Linked DNA regions of Triticum aestivum: region 1 is linked to region 2. Evidence: chromatin contacts called from public Hi-C data. All regions are on one chromosome and are shown on one strand. Each heading gives the region's core, a stretch centred on a gene start, on an enhancer-like site or on the middle of the called end of the contact. The rest is flanking DNA. Distances are from core to core; before and after follow the strand shown. Region 1 holds the start of LOC123055830. Region 2 holds the start of LOC123053725 (serine/threonine-protein kinase OXI1).

Region 1 (3,946 bases), core at 67-2,566, 190 kb before region 2:
GTCCGCCCTGTCGGCGAGTCAAGCACCTCTTCCCGCCGTTTCTTCCCGCTTTTCCCCACTTTCCTCCCATTTTCTCCTTTCCTCCCGCCAATCTCCCTCCCGCTCGCCTCCCAGCCGGCCGCCATGCCACCGAAGAAATACGTCGTCCCCCGCGCCGCGGCAACCGCGACCGCCTCCGTCGCCCAGCCGAAGCAGAGGAAGCCGAGGGCGCCGCTGTCCAAGCCACCGGGCATGACAAACGCCGAGTGGATGGCAGAAGTTTAGCGACGGGAGGCTGTCACCGCCGACCGGTGGAACAGGGCCATCGCCAAGAAGGCCCGTGACAACGCGGCACGCACGGCTGCGGCTGCCGCTTCGGTGGACCAAGCCGAGGCCGAGGCGACTCGCGCGGGGATGATGAATCCACCCGGCAGCCACGCCCAGTACGCGTCCTGGGGCCAGCAAGGCGTCGGCTCTCCGTCGCCGCAGCCATAGGGATCGCCCTCGCCGGGCTACGCCGACAGGGACGCACACGGTGGGTTCAACCCAAACGTCACCTTCCCCCATGGATACCGGCCCAGCGCACGCCCTCGCCCGCCTTCGCCGGCGTGCAGTACCCTCCATACAACTACTCGCCGCCCGCCTACGCTTCCTCCCCAACGCCCCCACTCCGCCGTGGCGCGTTGCCCTTCTCGCACATCGGCGACACCGACGAGACCGAGGCCGACATGGACGACATCATCGCGGCAGGATTGGCCGCGGCCGTCGCGTCTCCCGGGTTCGTCACCCCGGATGACACGGTGGATCTCAGCGGCGGCATGGACGGCGAGCTCGGCTACGTCTACGGCGAGGAGGAGCAGGAGGAGCAGGAGGAGGAGGACGGGGAGGAGGAGGAGGAGGAGCCGGCGACTGTTCCGGCGAGGAGGCGCAAGAAGAAGAAGCGGGCGGCCACGTTAGGCGAGCCGTGCATCAAGTGGGCGTCCAAAGAGGAGGAATGCCTCGCCGAAGCATGGAAAGTCGTCTGCCTCGACCCGACCACCGGCACGAACCAGAGCATCGAGACGTACTGGGAGCGCATCAAGGCCGAGTTCGACGAGCGCAAGCTCGTCGACCCCTACTTCAAAGGCGTCTACATGCAGCGCGGGTCGAAGGCGATGGTGAACCATTGGGGGCGTTTTCAGGGGGCGTGCAACAAATGGCATGGGGTCGTCGAGGAGGTCGCGGCTCGCTTGGAGAGCGGCGCCAGCGTTGAGGATCAGGTATGCCACGCCGGTCTCTCGCCTCCCTGCGCCGTGTGCGCCCGCCAACTGTTTGTTCCTCCGCGCAGTAGCTGCGCATGTTCGCCCTGTATCGGCACAGCAACAGCGACGCCGAATTCAAGTACCTCCACATTTACAAGCGCATTGACAAGTGCGAGAAGTGGGCGGAAGTCCAGCGCACCCTCGACAAGGTCAAGGAGACCTACAAGCCGGACGCACCCGGCGCGCCGACTCCGGGCGTGTCAGAAGGGCGGCCGGACGGCAACAAAGGTGCCAAGAAGGGGAAACACGCCGACGCGGCCACTACCTCACCGACGCACAGGCCCGGACTGTCCTTCGTGAAGAGAAGACCGACGCGCGGTGGTCGCCGTTGATGTCGAGCAGCGCCGCCAAGCTCGACCTACTCAGGGCCAACGTCGCCGCGAAGAAGAGAAACACCGACTTGGCTTTCCTGCTGGGCGGGCCGGACATGCTCCAGAGCAACGACAAGGCGTGGTACTTGACGGAGCGTGGCCTCATCCTGAACCAGCTTCCCTGCTTTTTGTACACCGAACTTTTCATTCGATCGCCGAACTTGTGGCCGCTTGATCGCCGGATTTGTGGGTCTATTTTGTGCGCGGGAATGTCTACGTTTGAATTTGCCGCGGCTGGGGGCGGCGTCTGGGGGCGGCGGCTGGGGGCGGCGTCTGGGGGCGTGGCTGGTAGCTAGGTCGCCTCAAGGGCCAATCTAGCGCCGGTTCGCCTTAGGCCGCTTTTTTTCAGCGCTTTGGGAGGCTGAACGGCTGGAGATGCTCTAAAGCCCGTGGCTGACGATGGTGGGGAGAAGCAGGCGCGCGCACGGCAGGGCTCGGTCGTTCGTTCCGTAGTTGGCCCTGCCCTCGCCTCAGCGGCCAACACCCAACAGCCCCGACCACGACCGCGCGCGCGAAACAAACAGCTCCTGCACACCCCGCCCACTCCAGTCGAGCATGCATCACCATGGCCATGTGGCGTTGCTCGCTCCCACTCCAGCGCCAAGTAGGAGCTGGAAGATTTCCCGTGCGTGCGGTGTGAGGATGAACGGATGATGATGGACCGAGGGACTGACTGACTGATTGGACGTATTGTTGGACCGGTATAGTAGGACCTCCAACGCCAACCGGCCGGAGTAAAGAGCCGCCGCCTCGCCTTGCCTTCCCTGTCAGCGTTGCCGATTGGGCTCCTGCTAAGCTTCACAAGTGTGAAAGGGGCCGGCGTGAGTGAGGGTTTGCGTCATCGTTCGGTACAACGGCTCCAATCAAATCATAAGTGTACCACACCAGGTTTTAAAATCCAGCAAGAAGCTCGACTTGATTATTCAAGGACGTGGAGTTTCCATCTCCTCACATGACAATTGACAATAGAGAGTCACGTTTTTGTGCAAGCAAACTTTATCTGGTCGGTTTTGGAGTAGCTGATGCTTAAAAAATGCACCTTCCCAAACATGTGCAAGCACCCCAAAACTGCAAAAGCGGCATCCGTGAACAAAGTAGAGCATGCACTCCACTCGAGTGCACGCACGGATAAAAGCGTGCCGCTTTGAGTAAAATCGATCATGTGCATGTTAGGGTGCAGCGTGATGTAGAGTACTAGTACTATTCCTTCGCCATGCTTTATTAAAACTACTTGTTTCTGCTCCTGCGCGAGCATGTGGTGTCGCTCCTGCGTGAGCCTTTTGGTAGCCTTAAACTTGTTGAACTCTCCTGGTTAGGTCTAGATTGCGTTTGGGTGTCCTTGGGTTTTTGCCCCATGATAAGCTGCTCGATGACGGGTGCTTGCAGTGGGTTTTCTAAGAATGCTCTGAACTCGCTTTCCCCTTTCCAGTTTCCTTGGTAGCTTCAGTTTCGGAACTCTGTATTTCCGTTATGTCAAAGTAATGGAAAGGGGTTATGCCCGGTTTAAAAAAAAGTACTATGTACTATCCCGTACCTAATTTGTTATCCTATATCCAAATTAATTAAGTACTCCTAGTATGGTTGGATGGCAAGAGCAAACCAACCACTACTAGGTCCAAATGTGTTGGACCAACACAAAAGAAAAACCTAACACAGCACAACCAGTATGATCGCAATGTACTTCCATTTTCATGAATTTGGCAAAAGTGTCTTTCACATTGGACTGAAAGAGTACTTACCTTCAATAATAAAAATCCAGCCAACAAATATGACGGGAGACATTCAACTGAGAATAAAATCAAGACAACTCAGATTTATTTTATTTTAAATAAAAATCCAGACAAATATGCAAATAATTGTAATAATACAACAAGTTGTGTACAATAACTATAAATGATAACTCTAGCTTTTTAAATTGTGAAAAACTATGCACTGAAAATAGTAATTATGGGAGTACAAGAATGAATAATAAAAAATTCCCGGCAAACATGGAAAGAAGTCCAATAGTAATTCAAGTTATTTACAAAAAATAGAAACTGCAAGTTTGGTATCTCAAGGTTGTAAAAAATAACGACTCTGATATTGCGGGAACGCTGACTGGGGCTCCAGGGTCGAGCGGATGTATCGCTCTCCCCTGATAGGGGGGAGAGCGAACATTTTAGTTTGGTACGAGATACCCACCAGCGCGAACCCGGCCAGACATGCCCTTTGCTAGGCCCTCCTGGTCCGATCATCATATGCTTGTAAAAAAAAGATTCGGCATGTTGTAGGTAAAAATAAACAACATTACAGGAA
Region 2 (3,764 bases), core at 786-3,285:
ACGAGCTGAGCTATCGAGTGCTCATTCAGCTCGCGAGCTACGAGATTTTGGTCCAGCCCCAGGTACAGACGTACAGTGAACGACTGTAGCATGTCTAGATAGCGTCAGCTTTGTGCCAAGATCAGTGCAACAACAGAGAAGCCAAAATGAATAGCTGACAATAGTAATGTTACCTGTAGGAAAGCAAGAATGACTCGACATACACATATATAACACAAAAATAGCCAAGAGTAAAGCGAATATTTCAGGTTAGAAGAGAAATGTATAACCTACTGTAACATACAGAAACCTAAATACAAAAATATCAATGTGCAAAAAGCGAATTAAGAAAAAAACAATACTATAACCATTGCATCGTACGGTCGAACGCCCGGTAACTCAAATGCGGGCTAAATAAAGAACCCACACGACTGAAAGATTGAACAGAAATTACGGCTAGAGCTCAGACATTCAGAGAGTTCGAATGAAAGCGAATTGAAATCGCTTGTCTGAAAAGTAGCATTGCAGTAATTGTATTGAATGGATACACAAAAAAGTTATATCTGTTGTACTGTCCGACAGATAGACTGAAGGAAAACATTTGTGTGGTTGTTCGTTTAAAGCTCGTAAGCACTTGTTAACAGACTAGGATGTGTTATGAGCGATGGGATAAGTGTGTTGGCGCAGTCTTTACAAAGAATCATGATGACTACCGGAGGTGATGCTATAGTTTGTTGCCTCTGGTGGATCGGGATGGGCCGATTAGATTGGCGGGTTGAGGTGGCACAAAATGTTGTCATGTAAGATAAAAATATGTGATGTGTTGTACTGGTGAGCTTAAGGAGCTGCTCATAAAACTCATTATAAGGTTAACGAGCTAAAATCAATGATTAACTTTGTTCATTAGGTAGCGAGCTAAGAGTTTAAAAAGATGAGCTATCAAGCACTCATTAAGCTCGCGAGCTACGAGCTTTTGGTCAAGCCCTAGAGGCAGACATACAGTGAACGACTGTAGCGTGTCTACGTATCGTCGGCTTTGTGCCAAGATCCGAGCAACAACAGGGAAGCCAAAATGAATAACTGACAATAGTAATGGTAATTGTAGGGGCAGAAATAATCAACATACACATATATAGCACAAAAATAGGCAAGAGTAAAGCGATTATAAGGTTAGAAGAAAAATGATATAACCTACTGTAACATACAGAAACCTAAATTATTGCATCGCACGGGCGAACGTCCGGTAACTCAAAGGCGGGCTAAATAAAGAACCCAGTCGGCTGAAAAATTGAACAGAAATCACAGCTGGAGCTCGGACATTCAGAGAGTTCAAATGCGAGCGAATTGAAATCACTTGTCTGAAAAGTAGCATTGCAGTAATTGTATCGAATGGATTAAGAGGGTGCTTGGATACGTTTTAGTCCCATGACTAAAAGTAGTGGGACTAAAACTTTCTAGCCTTATCCATGCTTGAATCCAAATACTAAAGAGACTAAAATCAAGTTAATGAGCATTTATTATCCTCCAAACCCTCCAATCTAGAACTCGTCTATGTTAAAGGAGATGAGTTAAATGAGAAGAGTGAAGGCTAATCCACATTTTAGCAGGGGTATCCCTGACTACAATTTTTTAGTCTCAAAACTAGTTTTAGCCTCTCTTTAGTCAGGGGTGCTTAAAACTTTAGCCTCTTAAAGAGACTGTTTTTAGTCAGACTAAAATAAGTCTCTTGGATCTAAGCACCCTCTAAAAAAGTTGTATCTGCTGTACTGTCCGAAAGATAGACCGAAGGAAAGGAACTACTCCTTCTAGAATCACTGCATTTATAGCCCTAAAAAAAGAATCACTGCATTTTTTTTTCTGAGGGGTTCTGGAATCACTTCTGGGGCAACAAACTGGGCGCAGGGAGGAGCCCGCAACCGCGGTCCAAAGACGGAGCCCACAAAATCCTTTCATTTGTCGCTGGTAAACTGGCCCCACACCCAACAACAACACACGCGAGAGAAGACCGTGGTCCGTCGACGAACGAAGGGATTAAAAAACTCTTCCCGTTTCAAAACACTCGCTTCCCGGAAGAAAATCCCGCACGCGAGTGCTTCGTCGCCAAGGGAAGGGAAGGCAGAGGGAGCCTGTTGCCCGCCGCATATAACCAACGCAACGCACGCAGAGGCAGAGGAGCCAAACCTGGAATCGAATCGGGGGAGTACCAAAATCAAACCGCAACCAATCCCCACCCCACCCTTCCTTCCTTCCCTCACTCGCCCAGGCGCAGGCGCAGGGCACCGAACCCACTCGCACCCCGCCGCCCAATCCGAGGCGGCGCCGTCCTCGTGCGCGCTCTCGCGGTGGCCATGACGGCGCAGGCGCTCGCGCCGCCGCCGCCGGAGCCGCGCCAGCTCAGCCTGGCCGACCTCCGGGCCGTCTCCGTGCTCGGCCGCGGCGCCAAGGGCGTCGTCTTCCACGTCGTGCCCGAGGGCGCCGCCGCGGATGGAGGGGGCGACGTCGCCATGGCGCTCAAGGCGGTCTCGCGGGAGGCCGCGCGCCACAAGAAGAGCGGCGGGAGCGGCGGCGCCGCCGCGGACGGCCACCGGAGGATCTGGTTCGAGCGCGACGTGCTCCTGGCCCTGCGCCACCCGCTTCTCCCCGCCCTCCGCGGCGTCCTCGCCACCGACGCCGTCGTCGGCTTCGCCATCGACCGCTGCGGAGGCGGCGACCTCAACTCCCTCCGACGCCGCCAGACCGAGAAGATGTTCTCCGACTCCGTCATACGGTACGCCCCCCGCTCTCCCTGACCGATTAACCCATCAACCAAACGCCCTTACGCCCACGCACCGCCGTCGAACAAATCGGTGGCCAAGATTTGATCCGTGAGCTCACCCATTCGTTGCCAATTCGCAGGTTCTACGCGGCGGAGCTGGTGCTGGCACTCGAGTACCTGCACAGCATCGGCATCGTCTACCGGGACCTCAAGCCGGAGAACGTCCTGATACAGGACACCGGCCACATCATGCTCGTCGACTTCGACCTCTCCACGAGGCTCCCGGTTCTGCCGCCGGAGACGGACGCCCCCAAACCGGCGCCCGTCCCTACCTCGCCGTCCCCGAACACCGGGAAGCCCAAGAAGCCGGCCATGTGCTTCCGGTTTCGCTCGGGCGGCACCACAAAGCCTGCCGTGTCAGCGGACTCGCCGTCGCCGCCGTCCACCTCCCGGACGGCCTCCTCGTCGTCCACCTCCTCGACGGCCACCACCGCCTCCTCCACGGTCTCCGGCGCGCGCACGCCGGCCAAGTCGAACTCGTTCGTGGGCACGGAGGACTACGTGGCGCCGGAGATCATCGCCGGGAGCGGGCACGACTTCATCGTGGACTGGTGGGGCCTGGGCGTGGTGCTCTACGAGATGCTCTACGGGCGCACGCCGTTCCGGGGGCAGAACCGCAAGGAGACCTTCTACCGCGTGCTCACCAAGCAGCCGGAGCTGGTGGGCGAGAAGACGCCGCTGCGCGACCTCATCGCCCGCCTCCTGGAGAAGGACCCGGCGAAGCGCATCGGCGCGCGCGGCATCAAGGCGCACCCCTTCTTCCACGGCGTCGACTGGGACCGCATCCTCCGCGTGGCGCGCCCGCCATACATCCCCGCGCTGCCCCAGGACGAGGACGGCGGCGAGGTGCTCGACGTCGAGAAGGTCGTCCACGAGACGTTCGCGGCCAGCGACGTCGAGAACGCCGCGGCGGCGGGGGACGAGAAGAAGCCTTCGCCGGAGACGGAGACGGGCGGGGGCGACGACGGTG

Evidence for each region. A called contact is a pair of places that touch in the nucleus more often than the background predicts.
Region 1: a Hi-C map of leaf shows a contact between it and region 2, with 5 times the contacts expected there. The contact joins the promoter of LOC123055830 here to the promoter of LOC123053725 in region 2. A contact is called at or near these places in 2 of 5 Hi-C or Micro-C datasets (both in leaf).

What each region holds. Positions count from the first base shown.
Region 1 is chr2D:444,408,691-444,412,636 of IWGSC CS RefSeq v2.1, reverse strand. LOC123055830 reads left to right here and starts at 1,316. Exons shown (of 3, transcript XM_044479673.1): 1 at 1,316-1,508. The coding sequence starts at 1,316.
Region 2 is chr2D:444,220,772-444,224,535 of IWGSC CS RefSeq v2.1, reverse strand. LOC123053725 (serine/threonine-protein kinase OXI1) reads left to right here and starts at 2,035. Exons shown (of 2, transcript XM_044477257.1): 1 at 2,035-2,746; 2 at 2,875-3,764. The coding sequence starts at 2,328.